5 separate regions of the Mus musculus genome follow, and all the other regions are linked to region 3. A link is a contact called in public Hi-C, HiChIP or PLAC-seq and promoter capture Hi-C data. All regions are on one chromosome and are shown on one strand. Each heading gives the region's core, a stretch centred on a gene start, on an enhancer-like site or on the middle of the called end of the contact. The rest is flanking DNA. Distances are from core to core; before and after follow the strand shown. Region 1 overlaps Baiap2 (brain-specific angiogenesis inhibitor 1-associated protein 2). Region 2 holds the start of Usp36 (ubiquitin specific peptidase 36). Region 3 holds the start of Gaa (glucosidase, alpha, acid). Region 4 overlaps Gm11767 (a long non-coding RNA gene). Region 5 overlaps Rptor (regulatory associated protein of MTOR, complex 1).

Region 1 (2,700 bases), core at 117-2,616, 710 kb after region 3:
CCCTCTTGTCTCTGCCTCTCAACCAGCAATAAGAGACCAGGCTCCTTCACATTAATTGCTGCCTCAGTCCCTTCAAGCACATTAGAGTCCAGATCTAGAGTGTGCTACAAATGGGACTTCCATCCTTTTCAGAGGGACCTGGCAAACCTTAGAGGCTACTTGCCCTGTCTCTCTGTGTGTAGGTTGTCACTGACTTTGTGATCACAGCTTCCTGTTGGCCATATGACAGCCCTGTCATCTCTAGGAGTTCAGTCTCTGGGGGGACTATTGTACCCCTGTGTTATAGGAGTGTGGTGTTAGGCCTGTGGTCATAGATTCTTGGGACAGGGTGGTAGGCAGATAGCTGTGCTGAGGTTTTTAGCCCTGGCAGCCACAGGTACATGTATCCAGGTAAATTAGATGGTCTATACAAAGTTCCAGGCAGCTGTTGAGTTTGCCCTTTGCCCACAGAGGATGAACTGCAGGGAGGTGGTGGGCAAGCAGAGTGGGGCTGGTAGGGTAAGTCTGACCATGGGCCACTGACCACCCTGCTGACTTAGAGAGTTCTTTTCTGCTGACTGGGGCCAGTTGGCTGGCATAGCCTTGCAAGCCGTGTTCGCCGCTGTAGGCAACCTGTACTGTGCTCAGGGTCCCTGTGATCATTGATATTAAAACAACTTTTGGGACTAAGAGAGTTCCCAAGAATCTGACCTCCATGCGTCCTAGATGAACTCCCAGAGGGAAGCTGAGGTCCTAGAGGAAAGTTGTCAGAGGATTCCTTTTGGTTTCTAGCTGGTGATAGTGGGTGCCAGAAGGAGGGCTCCTTGGGAGAAAAGGCCTGCATCTGAAAGGGTTCCAGCTTCAGACACAGGCATAGGCTCTCCTCGTTTATGTCCACAGCACTAGCCAGTATCTGGGACTCCTCAAAGGGAGTTAACAGATAGTTGCCAACCAAGTAAGTAGAGCGAGACTGCTGGGTTTCTCCACATACGAGAAAATGAGGGCGTTTATTTTACAGATGAGGCGGGCCTGTGGCAGAGAGGGCGGGCGGGCGGGCTTACTGTCTTAGGTGCCTTTGTACCTGACCCATTACATGCCCCCCTGTGACAACTAAGCATGAGACCCTGAGCGTGACTCGAGGTCTCAGGGCCCTGGAAAAAGAAGAGGAACTAGGGTCTCAGGCTCAGTTGACAACAGGAGGGCACACTGTGGGTCAAGAACACAGCAAAGTAGCTAACCAAGACCCTTCGGCCTCATCTCTAGGCATGGAGTGGGAGGTAGGTGCTGGGATCTACTGATGAGTCACTGTTGGACTGAAAAAAAGTGTGCCTGGCCCTTGGTCCTCGGGGCTGTTTCTTTTGCCTCTCTCTCTCTCTGTTGTATACTTGTCAGAAGCTGGGGATGGGTGTGTGTCAGCTTAGTGATGACTTTGCAGACGGCTGGAGGCTCAGCTCAGCCCAACATTAGAAAAAAACCGGACATTAGTCTAGCCTGGAGTGTGTGCCAGAGGCAAGTGGGAATGAGCTAGGTGATACCCAGGCTGAAAAAGCCAAGATGGCGTTGACTGCTGAGCTGCTGAGCCTCTGTTGTCTTAGCTTCTCTTCATAGGTAGGCCGGGCACAGCAGGGCCCCTGAAGTGCTCATGTGCTGAAAAGTGTTTATGGGGCCAGATCCACGCCCACACCACGCCCATGAGCAGTGCTCTGTGGCCACTGAAGCTGGTCCAAAGCATCAGTCCCCCTTCCTGCCAGCCATTCTGGGCCCACCAGCCCCGCTGATCCCAGAGTCACTGGAGCACCACTGGTACAAAGGGCACACTCTGCCAAAGCGAGTGGCTCTGAGACTAGCTCCTCCTCCAGAGGCTGGAGCCAGATGAGGAGCCAAGCCCAGAGTGCCATTTAGCTCTTATTTCTTTTCTTATGAACTCTGGCAGAGAGGCCTTGGGTCAGAGACAGTAGTTAATTCCCTGTGTCCTATACTAGGAGGTGTTTCTGCTCTGGTGTGGGGCTCAGGAAGGACATCATTGGCTAGCTGGTGTCTGAGTGAGTGTGAGGTCTGTGTAGGTGTAGCTGGTGTCTGAGTGAGTGTGAGGTCTGTGTAGGTGCTCATTTGTTCTCAGAGCTGTGCCAAGGGAAGAGCCCATCTGCACAGGTTCTTCTATCACATGTCTATCACATGTCTGTCCTGAGCAATGTCTGTCCGGAGCATGTGCTTCATGCTGGACATTAGTGCTCCCACGGGACACCAGGCACTCTAACTCAGTCACAAATCGATCATCATTTTAGACTTTTCTGTTCCTCCTTCCCTTCCCATCTAGAGTCTAGAGTCACAGAATGTCTGTGGTGTCCAGTGTCTAGCCCTGGTGTAGGCACAGTGATTGGAAATCTCTAACCCACTTTCTTTCCTCCAGGGGACGTCCTCTTCCAGATGGCTGAGGTGCACCGGCAGATCCAGAACCAGTTGGAAGAGACGGTGAGTTTGGCTGTGGGACCTCTTCCATGGGTTCAAGGAGCAGACATAGTGAGCAGGGCATCAGGTGTCAGTGAAGAAGACTGGCTGTTTGCTACAGCTGTGTGTCCATTTGGGACTTCCATAGCCACAGTGATCTCCCAGGAAGATGACTTATGGTCTCGGGCCCTGTAAAAAGAAAGGGAGCCAGGATCTAATGCTCAGCTGACACAGGGACCTGTGATGGGTCAGTGGGAGGTGGCTCCATGGAAG
Region 2 (2,700 bases), core at 115-2,614, 980 kb before region 3:
CTGGCCCAACATGGTTCAGGGATGAGCAAATGGGAACACTAACCCAAAGGCATTTGCCACAAGGGCCTTAGGACCAAGGCAGGCTACTCAGCCAAGATCATTTTTGAAGCTATAGCAGGAAAAAAGTGTCTATCATTCTACCTGGAAGATACGGCTATGTGATGTAGGAGCGAGAAAAATGTTCGTGTAGTTCCCAGCAAACCCTCTAACATGCACACGCAGCACGTGTGACTCTCAGGCCAACCGGGATGCTTCCTCGACCCAGGTCTCTCAAGGACTAGGATACTCTGCACGCCCAATTTACATATCTAATTCGGAACTCAAGCCTGGCTCCTCCCTTCTGACAGATGTCATTTAAACAAAGCATTTCCTTCAGCTCTTTAAGCTGTTTTCCAAGAAATACTCAAGTCAGATTCTCAGGGTCACTTACATGCTGGCGAAGACAGAGCTGGGGCCTCCAAGGCATCCCACCGCAGAGCATTCCAAGTCAGGGAACAGTTGAACTACATGCTCTTTGGCATCCTCAGGCATCCAAGGTGCCTCCCTGTCTTAGGATGCTATTCCACCATCTCCATCACCAAGGGTCACGCCACAGACGCAGGCAGGCTCGCGCGCGCACACACAATCACACACCATAAGCAATGGGCATTTTGGTTAGAATGCTATCCTGCTATTACATTTCGGTGTGGATCCGTGTTAAGGATCTGACCCTGCCCTAGTCTATAAAATGGACTACAGCTATACCTCCACCCTAAGATTTCCAGCTCCGGGAACCTTCAAAGGAAAACCCGCTCTGAGAGAACAACCGCGATCCCAGCGACCTCACGTTCCAGAAGCTCCCTGGGATGAAGACTGATGCAATTCCCTGGCTACGCTAGGGTTTACAGGCACCCCTCACATCACCTGTCCCTTCCTCGGAGTCCCTGGCATCCCTTGTTCCTCCAAGTCCCTCGCACCCCAACCTTCTCCAGTGTTGCCCTACGCCCCTCTCACGCCCTGTCCTTCCCGGCGATCCCTGTCCCTTGCGTCCGATGTTCTTTCTGCGTTCCCCGGTGCCCTCGCCGGCCACGCACGCACCTGTCAGCCTTCGCTGGAGTCCCCAAAACCCGCGGGTAGAACGCGCACCCTCCTCGTCCCAAGCCCCGCGGAAGCTCCTGCGCTCCGCCGCGCCCGACCTCGACCTCCTAGGCCTCTCGGGAACCCGCGGAAGGCCCGCGCAGCACCAGCGTCCGATCCGGGCCGGGCCAGCATGCGCACCATCCGGGCCTCCAGAGCCTCACACACGTGTCACCACGACGTTTAAAGGAGCCGCACTGCAATGTGCTCCCTGAGTCCGCGTGAAGGGCACGTTCGCCTTAAGAGGCGGAGCTAACGGCGACTTGTCTCCCTGGACCCTCCCTTCTCTGCTATTCGCGACGCACACGTCACCCCTCCGCCCCGCAGGCCTGCCAGTCTACGCGATGACGCAAGCGCGTAGAGCTAAAAGCTCCGGAAGCGTCCCGGAGTCCAGAGACCCTGCTGCGGCTTGGCGTGGTTCCCGCGGTGTACGCGAGTGGCGTCACTTCCGCTTGCGTGCCTGACATTGCCAGTGCGCAGGCCCAGTGTGCTGCGGCGAGGAGCTCAGGGCTCACGTTCAGTGCAAGCCACCGAGGCTTTGAAGATTCACCGTTCGTTAGTTCTTACCTGCAGGCGTCCTTTTGAAAAAAAACAAAAAAACAAAAAAAACCCTAGCAAGCCGGGCATGGAATGAGGCCCTGGGTTCCATCCATCACTGCATGAAACAGGCGCTGTGGCACAAGAAAGCAGTTTCTGCAACTCTGAGGAGTGGAGGGGGTGGGGGATGATCAGAACTTAAACGTCATCTCTGGGATCCTTGAGATGCTGGCTATAGCCACTCCACCGCTTAACTTAAGTGGCCAAGGCTGGAGGATCATTGGAGAATGTCTTCTGGACCACGTAGCAGAACCTTGTCTTTAAAAAAGGGGGTGGGAGTGGGGGCTGATGGGGTAGTAATGGCAAAGACCAAATCCTGTTAGCCTATACCAATGTCCCTTTTAGAGCTAGAAAGATGGCTCAGAGGTTAAGATGGCTTGTCGTTCTTTCCAAGGACTTCCCAGCACCCATACAGTGGTGGTTCAAAATCTCATGTAACTCTACATGTGGCAGACACATATGACCTAAATTAGAAAAAAAAAGTTCTCTTAGTTTTAAAAAGATTTTGAATTACATACGTATAGGGGAAGAATATCTGAGTGTAGGTGCCTGTGGAGGCCACTGGTGTCTCATCCTCTCTTAGAACTGGAATTACAGGCAGCTCTAAGTTGTGAGCTCCCAGTGTGAGGGCTGGGAACCAAACTCTGGTACTCTGTAAGAGAAGTAGGGGCTATTAACTATTGAGTTCCAGTCCCAGAATCCTCCCTCTTTATTTAGACCGACTTCTTTGTTCTCTGACCACTCTTTGTGTCTGGCTGGAGCTGGCTCTATAAACCCACTGTTCTAGGCTGGCTACAATGAATTACTGCTTTTGCTGTCCCGAGCCTGATACAGTTCCTGGGAAATTCACTGTTTTAGCACGCTTCCTGTGTGGGAGCTGGCACCTGGCATAAGACCTAGGTTTTTAATCCAGATGTTGTTCTAATTAGCCTGTTACTTTGCAAATTTCTCTTACTTGGAGGCTTGATCTGTGGGGACAAAAAAATA
Region 3 (2,700 bases), core at 26-2,525:
TAAGGGGGGATGGGCGGGCCCAAGACAGGGTCTCTGTGTACCGTTGGCTATCCTGGAACTCACTCTGTATGTACACCAGGCTGTCCTGAAAATCAGAGCTCCACTTGCTTCTGCCTCACAGTGCTGGGATCAAAGGCGTGTGCTGCCATTGTTGGCTGCTGGTGTCATTTTTAAGAAGAGAGAAGGGGCCGGGCGTGGTGGCGCACGCCTTTAATCCCAGCACCCGGGAGGCAGAGGCAGGCGGATTTCTGAGTTCGAGGCCAGCCTGGTCTACACAGAGAAACCCTGTCTCAAAAAACCACACAAAAAAAAAAAAAAAAAAAAAAGAAGAGAGAAGGGGAGGCCTGTGTTAGGATGGGCTAGCATGCGGTGGTAAGGTTTGGTTTGGTGTATTAATTACATGAACCAAAGGGGGCTTCGGATTGCTGGACTTCAATACTTTAACAGCTGGCCCCTGGCAGTCAGCCTTAGGCGGAGGAAGTGGCCAAATAAGGGAAGAGACCTTGATGGCTAGCTTTAGGAATGTAATCTAATGTTTGTTTGTTTTGTTTTGTTTTGTTTTTCTTTAGCAAGGCAGAGGGAATGGGCACAAGGGAAAGATTGCCAGAGCCAAGCTCAGCACATTCAAGCTGGCCAGAGTCCATCCACCTTCCCTCGCTGGCCAGTCCTCTTGGCTCTCATTATCCTGCCTGCACACACTGTGCTCCGACAAGCTGCCAGAGCTGAGGACACCGTCTTCTCAGGCCTTTCTCCTCTCCCAGCATGGGATGGGGAGGGGGGCGTTGAATTTCTTGGTGTACATTGTTTCAAAAGTTTGACAGCCAGAGGCACAAATGCCCCTCCACCCCCCAGTGGTCCCAGCAGTACAGGAGAGTCAGGGCCTTGCACATGGTAGGCCAGTGCTCTACCCCTATCTACATCCGGCCTGCCAACTTTGGTTTTTGAAACAGAGTTTCACCAGGTGTCGTATGCTGGCCTCAAATTGTCAATCTTTCTTGCTGCTGCTTCCCGAGTGCTGGGATCACATGCCTGCACTACTACCCCGGGCTTCTGGCTCAATGTATGACCTGCATCATACTTATATCAAATGCCCCGGATCATTTACTGTTTCACCATCGTAGGTTTTCTGTGCGATCACGTGTTTGACTCTGACTCCAGGTCTGGGCTGGTTTAATCTACTGGAGCTTTTGCAACGCGATGACGTCCTATGGCTGCCATTCCAACACCTGCGCTCACTGTCGCCCTCAGCCACTAGGGGGCGCAGCGATAACACTCACACGGACTCCGCCGCCTACGCAGGAGGTCGTGTGACGAGGTCCGCGCGGACGAGCCCCGCCCACAGACCACGTGACCCACGCTGCCCGCTGAGCCTGGGGGTCTTCGGCCTGGAGGGTGATTGCGCAGGTGAGCTGGGCGAGCTGGTGAAGGCTGTCTCCGGCCCCAGAGCCTCCGGAGGAGCGGCCTCCTCCAGGCAGGCAGGGCCGACTGTCAGCGAGTTCCTGCTTTGGAGAATCGAGCAGAGACACGCGGCATAGGTGAGACCCCCGACCCAGGCAGCCACGGACGGTGACCTTAGTAAGACAGCAGGCTCCGGTAAAGTCCGGGATTCTAGTTCGTGCCCGCAGTACCAGGCGGGCAAAGCTCTGTGTGTATGTGACGCAGGGGGAAACTGAGGCACAGAGAAACCGAGAACCTTCACTTTGACCTCCCGTGTCTGACAGGTTGGATTTGGACACGCCTGTGCCTGGTGACGCAGCGATCCAGCTGCTTTCCAGAAAGCAAGCTTGAGGTCACCAGGTCAGCCGTGGCCTCTGAGTTCAGTTCCTTCCCATGTTTTTTTCTCTAAATTGTGGCTGAGAGAACGGGCCTCAGCTGCCTGCTCCCAGTTTCTGGGACTTTGTTCTAATGCGTGTGTTTCTGAGTTGCGCCCTGCGGCCTCCTTGGAGGGTCCTGGAAAATGCAGATTCCCACCCTGCCCCGCAGAATTTGAGCCTGCGAGTGTCCTTAGATGCTGAATCATGGTCAGTGTCACTTACGTCTGGAAGGGCCAGGTGGAGCTGGGCCTTACTCGGCAGTAAAGACAAAATGGGTCTCTGGTCTTCGAGCCAGATCCACACACTGGATCTTTCTGTGGCTCATTATGGTGGCTCATTATGGCCGCTGGGCACCTGAAAGACCAAGGCGTGATTGGAGGGTAGGAAACTGCAGCCTACGCAAGCACTCCAACTCCCTCAAGATGCTGGAGAATCACTCACCATGGTAACGGATTTCAGTCATGCCTACGTAACCGAAGGCCCACAGAACTGAACAGAGCTGGCTGTGGTCTCCAATGCCAGAAAGCCCAGCGTGTAGGAGATGGTGGCAGGGACCCAAGCCATCCCTGGCTTCATAGCAAGTTAAGGCAAGCCTGGGCTACTGCAGACCCTGTCTCAACATGGCAGCCACGTGGGTTCAGAGACCATCCCAGTTGATCAACACATTTGAGTGTTGGGAGCCTGGGAGCCACTCCCAACCGTTCTCCACCCATTTCTTCATTCTGGCTGTTCTTGAGTTACAGCTTTCAAAACCAACCAACCAGTAAATATAAGTGAAGTGCTTTTCTGAGTTCTGTGAGATAGTCTAGTGAATTGCCAAACTTGGTGCATGGTGTAGGGGTCCTCGGAACCACCATGGTCTATAGGCAGTCCATCAGAGAGGTAT
Region 4 (2,700 bases), core at 162-2,661, 670 kb after region 3:
GCAGGGCTGACCATCTGCAGCTGGCACTTGCCAAGTTTTGTCACACTGGGTTTAATGACAAGCCTAAGGTTTGAGAGGCATTTGACAAGAGTGGGGACTAGGCTGAACATGGTGACACACACCTTTAATCCGAGCGCTGTGGGGTGGGGAGGGTGGGCAAAGGCGACCGGATCCCTGTGGTTTTGAGGACAGCCTGGACTATAAATCAGATCCTGTCTCAAAACCGAAGAAGACACACAAGAGTGGCAACCGGAGGACCAGCCTGTGCTTCAAGGTTGCCGAGCTTCCCTTCCCAGTGGTGGGAGGTGGTAAAGAGCTGGCAGCAACTGTGGAGAACAGAGCAGAGCAGAGGGCCGGGGGTTTCCAGAGCAGGAGACACAGGCAGGGGTTCTCAGTGTGTCCACAGCTGGAAGCCTGGAGGATGGGTCCTAGAAACAGAAGCCAACCAGGGGCAGCTGAAGCAAATCCCGCCACCCCTCCAGTCAGTTCAGTGCCTCAGGCTTGGTGTGAGGTGGCCAGCGGCTTCCTGCGGGGGTGGGGGGGTGGGGGAAGCTAGAGCATCAATGTCCCTATTGAAAAGAATGCTCTGGGAGTTGTGGCCTGCGTGTCTGAACTCTGCAGTGACAGGAAGAAGTGTGCACAGGCATGGCCGGACTCTAAGTCAATTTCACTTACAGGGCCCGGGGAGCTGGCTCAGCGTGCAAAGTGAGCCCTATTCCCAGCCCCAAGTGTGATCCCAGCATTCAAGAGGCAGAGGTAGGAGGACCAGATCAAGGTCATCCTTGACTCTGTAGTGATTATGAGGCCAGCCTGGGCTGTCTCAAAAACAAACAGGGACTGGAGAGATGGCTCAGCAGTTAAGAGCACATGTTGCTCTTGCAGAGGACCCAGGTTCAGTTCCCAGGACCCCGTGTGTCTAGAGAATCTAATGCCCTTTTCTGACCTCTGAGGGCACCAGGCACTCTTGTGGTGCACACACATACATGCAAGGGAAATACTCCTATACATAAATTGAACATTTTAAAGACAGTAAAAAACCAAAACTTTATTTGCAAAGCCCTGCAGTGGCCAACAAGTGATAGTGTGTGGGGGGCCTCTGACCTGGCACCACCAGAATCTAACCCATGACATCAGCCCTGGAAGTGTGTGCGGGTGACAGCAGGCACAGACCTGGAACCCATTTGCATCACATTTCTGCTTAAAGAAAGGAAACAGCAGAGAAAAATGGCCGAAGTGGTGATGGAGACTCAGCTGAGGCCAAACTGTGGCAAACTTAAGGCTGCAAGCCCAGCTGGTGAGGAGCCAGAGCCCACAGATGGTGACTCAGACCGTCGCCTAGGAATGAAGCTGCTGTTGTGGCCCAATGTGGCCAGAGGCCCTGGGATCTCACTGCTGCTGGAACTGGGAGGGATGGTGGAAACTCCCTTGGCCCAGCCTGAGCTAGCCACAGGCATTTCCTCCCCTCTAAGTGCCTGCCAGGGGCTCAAAGCCTAGAGCCAATGAGTTCTTGGGAATGACTACCTGAGCCACAACCCTGCAGGAAAGGCACTTCTCGAGGATGCTGGCCCTGCACCCTGCTGCCAGCCCCACGCCCTGTTACTCAGCCTCTGACTGCCACCACCCTTGCTTTTGTGACAAGTGCTTAGAATTAGTTTATACTGTCCTCATTTCAGCTCGAGATCTCAGGGACATTTGACAAGATGAGAGCGGAGACTCTACTGGGCATGGTGGTGCTCATTTTTCATTCCAGCACTGGAGACAGGGATGGGTGGATCTCTGAATTCGAAGCCAGCCTGGTCTACATAGCAAGTTCCAGGATAGCCAGGGCTACACAGAGACCAGGTCTCAAACACACACACAACTTTCTGCTGGGCCAGTGGTGGGAGGCCTTGAGTCTGACTGGGACTCCAATGGTAGGAGGGAATGAACTTGGGCAAGCTGCCCTCTGACCTCACTAGTGTGGGAGTCCCCCAAGGCAGGACAGCCTAAGATCCCTTGCTTACAGGGACAATGACGTGTGGGAGGCTCTGTGCAGGATGTGGTGAGAGCAGCAACCCCAGGTTAGCAAGGGCTACGGAGGGAGGGTGGTAGTGGGGTATGAAGGTGCTGGTCCTCAGAGCAGAGCAGCGCAGAGCAGAGCAGGGTTAGCTTCTGTGGCTCTTCAACAAGCCCGTTCTTGCCAGGTACAGCAGGCATAGTTGCTACCTATGGGAAGGAGGTGTGTACTACCCCATCATCAGGCCTGTAACTGGGGACACCCACCCTGCCCAGGGTCACTGTTCCCCTTCCAGCACCCTGTGAGTGAGGCTCAGCTACTCCACCCCTCAGTCCTGGGGTGCTGTCAGCTGCAGGGAATGGCCCTGTCCGTGCCTGGGCTCTCACAGGTGTCTGTAAGGAGCAGGTGGGGACTTTCCCTCACCTCACTCATGTGTCTGTGTCAGTGGGCATCTGTCATGCTTCATCAAGAGTGAAGATTGCGAGCTGTGGCCAGGTGCAAGCCGGTTGTCTCCGGGCACCCACAATCTCCTTCCCACATAGCTCTCTGGGGTAGAGGCTGTGGCTCTTTTTTAAAAAGAGAAGACTCTTGGCCAGTTCCAAGAGGTCAGCAGGGACGTATATATGTATAATCAAAGCAGAATGGACCTAGTGGGTTATTATGTGTGTGCATATGTTTATGTACACATTAAATATGTAACAATG
Region 5 (2,700 bases), core at 53-2,552, 600 kb after region 3:
AATCCAGCAGGGACTTGCTGGAGAGAGTTAATGCTAGGAATGTAGCTCAGTGGGGGAGTGCTCACCTATCACACACAGTCCCTGCTGTGGTGACCAAAGCTTAGTGGGTCATACGAGGATGCTGAGGGTCAACTACAAAGACCATGCAGATGTTCCAGGGTCACTGGAGATAGGAGGCCAGAGCAGTGGGTCAGTATAACACCCCCCAAAGGTTCTATACATTAGGCCGACAGCTTAGACTCAGAAGGGAAGGTATAACTAGATTTACTCTGAAGCACCATGACAGGCGCACAAGGAAGAACAAATACAATGGCCACATACACACGCAGCCACCACCACCCACCACCGCCAGCCACTGCCACCACTCCCCCAGCCCTGGGACCTGTGTTTCTAAAGACTGGCAGAAGTCTTGGCCATTTCCAGATCATCAGAGGACCTGACCTCACTCTGCCAGCTCTTCAAGCCCTAGATGAGGACTCGCAGCCTCGTGTCTATACAGTCCTTTCCCAATAAGGCTCTGAGGTTCAGAAACAGCTGCAGAGCTCTGAGAGACTGCACTTCACCACATGCTATTCAGAAAGCTGTGGCCACTGCTCTGAAAATCAATCCTAGAACATCACGGTCTTTTATTACTTCTAGTCTAGACATGAAAATAGATCCTTAGCCCTTCTAGAGCTTAGCAAGTAGCAAGTTGCCGGCCAGGCCCAGTTCCTGCCTCTGCTTTGAGGCAGAACCCAGTGTCCTTACCTCAGTCCCATGGGCCCTGATCCGTGTGTGAGGGTGGCAGGTTGTATTTTGGAGATGTTAAGACAGGGCAGTTGATTTGGCAAGGAGCCAGGGAGAATCACTCCTGGCAAATCAGGGCTGATGTGAAATCAAGAGGTAATTTGTAACCACAGCTTCCCTTTCCACTAAAACAACTGTGCCTCCCATCCCAGTCAGAGGGTGGTAAAGCTTAGAGTTGTGTTCTCTGCTACGGTGTCACACAGAGCTCAACATCCACAGTCAGCCCAGTCATTGAAATAGGCTTTAAACTACACAGTAATATTTACAAGTGTCTCCCTTTCTCCATGTCCTGCACATTGTTAGACTTTTCTGGCAGTGTTCTGTGGGGTTCCTGATTCTAAAGGACTCCCCAGAGTTCTTTATTCTGTATCTGCCACCCCAGCCCATGAGGCCACAGGGGCTTTAGGACTCCACCTGTGACTACCTACTCTGTTCAGTGTCTGCTGAGTTTGGTCAGTAAGCTGAGGGAGGGAGGGAGGGCCTGAGCCCTCATTAGTCACGCACCAGCCCCTCCCCAGTCTGTGACGTCAGTCCGTCCGACATCTGAGTAACACGGTTCACCAGAAGCTTCGAGATAGATCCCTTACAGCTTGGTGCCACGTGGCAACTGAGCTTTGCAGGAAGCAGCGTGTCACTCCCCAGGAGGATGCCTGAGAGTACCAGAGGTAGCTGTGTGAGCACTTGCTGTCGCTTAGAGAGGCGCTGCCAACTCCATCTGAGTGGCCAGTTCCCTGTCTCTCAGGGGAAACTGAAAGCAGAACATGTGGCCCTGTCTCTAGAGTACACTGGAAGCCACCTCCTTCTCCTCTCCTCAGCTGCTGCTTAGCAACTCCATACCTCAGAGCTGGAAATCGGATCTGAGGACATTTCACCCAGAGAGATTCTAAGCTGATTGTACTAGTTTTCTTAGACTTTACTTGTAAATCTAGCCCAGTGTTTGGAACTGTAGAGTTTTAAGTTGAAATGTCAGTCCTCTACTTCTGAGTTGTAGCCACATGAGAGAGCACGGAGTGAGAAGGCTGCTTTCTTTGGATTTTCCTGCCACTGTGCAACCCAAGCTACATTCCTCCACCACATCCAGGCTTATCACAGGCCTAGGTCTCCTGGCACATGTGCCTTCCTACTTACTGCTTCCTGGGCTCACTGGAGGCTTAGAACTACTGACATCGAGTCTTTGCAGTCCTGTGTTGTCGCCTTATAGAGATGCCTGTCTCAGCTGGACACATGGCGTAATGGTTAGGAGCTCTCAGTGCTCTTGCGGGAGATGTGGGTTCCGTTCTCAGCACCTCTGATGCATAACTCCAGGTCCAGGGATCCTCCTTTGACTTCACTCGGTTCTTACATGCACATGGTGCTCATACAGACCTTCACACACACACACCACACATACCACACACACACCATACATACCACACACACACACCACATACACACACACCATTTTTTTAAATTAAATAATTATTTTTTAAATTCCTGTCTTAAGACTTAGCCCCTCAGTGACAGGCAGAAATGCCTTACTCAGCTCAAAAGAGAAGCTCTGTATTCAGGAGCTGAGGTGCAGCCCACTTGACCTCGGCACCCTCTTAGTGAGTGGGTATACATAGCTGCCATGGCTCAGGCTTTGCCCTACACAGCCCAGGATTAATGGAAGGGAAGTTGGATTCACTTCCCATCTATAGATGAGCACGCAAGTCAGCAGTCATTAGAGAGTGGACAAGCAGAGCTCAACAAGTAACAAAGTACATGTAGAGAGGGCAGTGGCCACAGCTGTGCATCCCACATAAACTGTACATCTGGCCATGCTGTCATCTAGGAACCTAGAACGAGGGAGGAGATATGCGTGGGAAACTAGGTGGTATTCTCTAAACAACAAAGTTATCCGAGTGCAGACCATTTTTTAGCCATTTTCCTTTA

Evidence for each region. Promoter capture Hi-C pulls out the DNA fragments that hold promoters and counts their contacts. A called contact is a pair of places that touch in the nucleus more often than the background predicts. HiChIP or PLAC-seq counts read pairs in DNA pulled down with a chosen protein or histone mark.
Region 1: a FOXA1 HiChIP or PLAC-seq map of pancreatic cancer cells shows a contact between it and region 3. The contact joins the enhancer-like site here to the promoter of Gaa in region 3. A contact is called at or near these places in 3 of 39 promoter capture datasets (the C10 cell line, the HPC-7 cell line and embryonic stem cells), 1 of 115 datasets of contacts at active chromatin or transcription factors (pancreatic cancer cells) and 3 of 9 other capture datasets (adipose tissue, embryonic stem cells and liver).
Region 2: a Hi-C map of the G1E-ER4 cell line shows a contact between it and region 3, with 4 times the contacts expected there. The contact joins the promoter of Usp36 here to the promoter of Gaa in region 3. A contact is called at or near these places in 1 of 39 promoter capture datasets (liver), 3 of 484 Hi-C or Micro-C datasets (all in the G1E-ER4 cell line) and 1 of 115 datasets of contacts at active chromatin or transcription factors (pancreatic cancer cells).
Region 4: a FOXA1 HiChIP or PLAC-seq map of pancreatic cancer cells shows a contact between it and region 3. The contact joins the enhancer-like site here to the promoter of Gaa in region 3. A contact is called at or near these places in 4 of 39 promoter capture datasets (the C10 cell line, embryonic stem cells, liver and 1 more), 1 of 484 Hi-C or Micro-C datasets (B cells), 7 of 115 datasets of contacts at active chromatin or transcription factors (Th17 cells, astrocytes, bone marrow-derived macrophages and 3 more) and 1 of 9 other capture datasets (embryonic stem cells).
Region 5: a contact with region 3 is called in a promoter capture Hi-C map of the 3T3-L1 cell line, with 2.6 times the contacts expected there. The contact joins the enhancer-like site here to the promoter of Gaa in region 3. A contact is called at or near these places in 3 of 39 promoter capture datasets (the 3T3-L1 cell line, cranial neural crest and hippocampal neurons) and 2 of 115 datasets of contacts at active chromatin or transcription factors (bone marrow-derived macrophages and pancreatic cancer cells).

What each region holds. Positions count from the first base shown.
Region 1 is chr11:119,978,400-119,981,099 of GRCm38.p6, forward strand. It overlaps Baiap2 (brain-specific angiogenesis inhibitor 1-associated protein 2), which reads left to right. Exons shown (of 14, transcript NM_130862.4): 4 at 2,390-2,451. Among named protein-coding and RNA genes, the nearest start is that of Mir3065, 35 kb to the right of the region's middle. Within about 2 kb of position 1,367, at least 44 of the 459 cell types and tissues checked have an H3K27ac peak or open chromatin away from gene starts, as enhancers often do. A contact at or near this core is called in adipose tissue and pancreatic cancer cells, where this site is marked.
Region 2 is chr11:118,288,880-118,291,579 of GRCm38.p6, forward strand. Usp36 (ubiquitin specific peptidase 36) reads right to left here and starts at 1,365. Exons shown (of 21, transcript NM_001033528.1): 1 at 1,078-1,365.
Region 3 is chr11:119,266,688-119,269,387 of GRCm38.p6, forward strand. It overlaps Gaa (glucosidase, alpha, acid), which reads left to right and starts at 1,276. Exons shown (of 20, transcript NM_008064.4): 1 at 1,276-1,535.
Region 4 is chr11:119,931,985-119,934,684 of GRCm38.p6, forward strand. It overlaps Gm11767 (a long non-coding RNA gene), which reads right to left. Exons shown (of 5, transcript XR_001780400.2): 5 at 1,026-2,205. Among named protein-coding and RNA genes, the nearest start is that of Baiap2, 9.8 kb to the right of the region's middle. Within about 2 kb of position 1,412, at least 142 of the 459 cell types and tissues checked have an H3K27ac peak or open chromatin away from gene starts, as enhancers often do. A contact at or near this core is called in Th17 cells, astrocytes, bone marrow-derived macrophages and 1 more, where this site is marked.
Region 5 is chr11:119,862,204-119,864,903 of GRCm38.p6, forward strand. All of the region lies in intron 20 of Rptor (regulatory associated protein of MTOR, complex 1), which reads left to right. Among named protein-coding and RNA genes, the nearest start is that of Rptoros, 29 kb to the left of the region's middle. Within about 2 kb of position 1,303, at least 167 of the 459 cell types and tissues checked have an H3K27ac peak or open chromatin away from gene starts, as enhancers often do. A contact at or near this core is called in bone marrow-derived macrophages and pancreatic cancer cells, where this site is marked.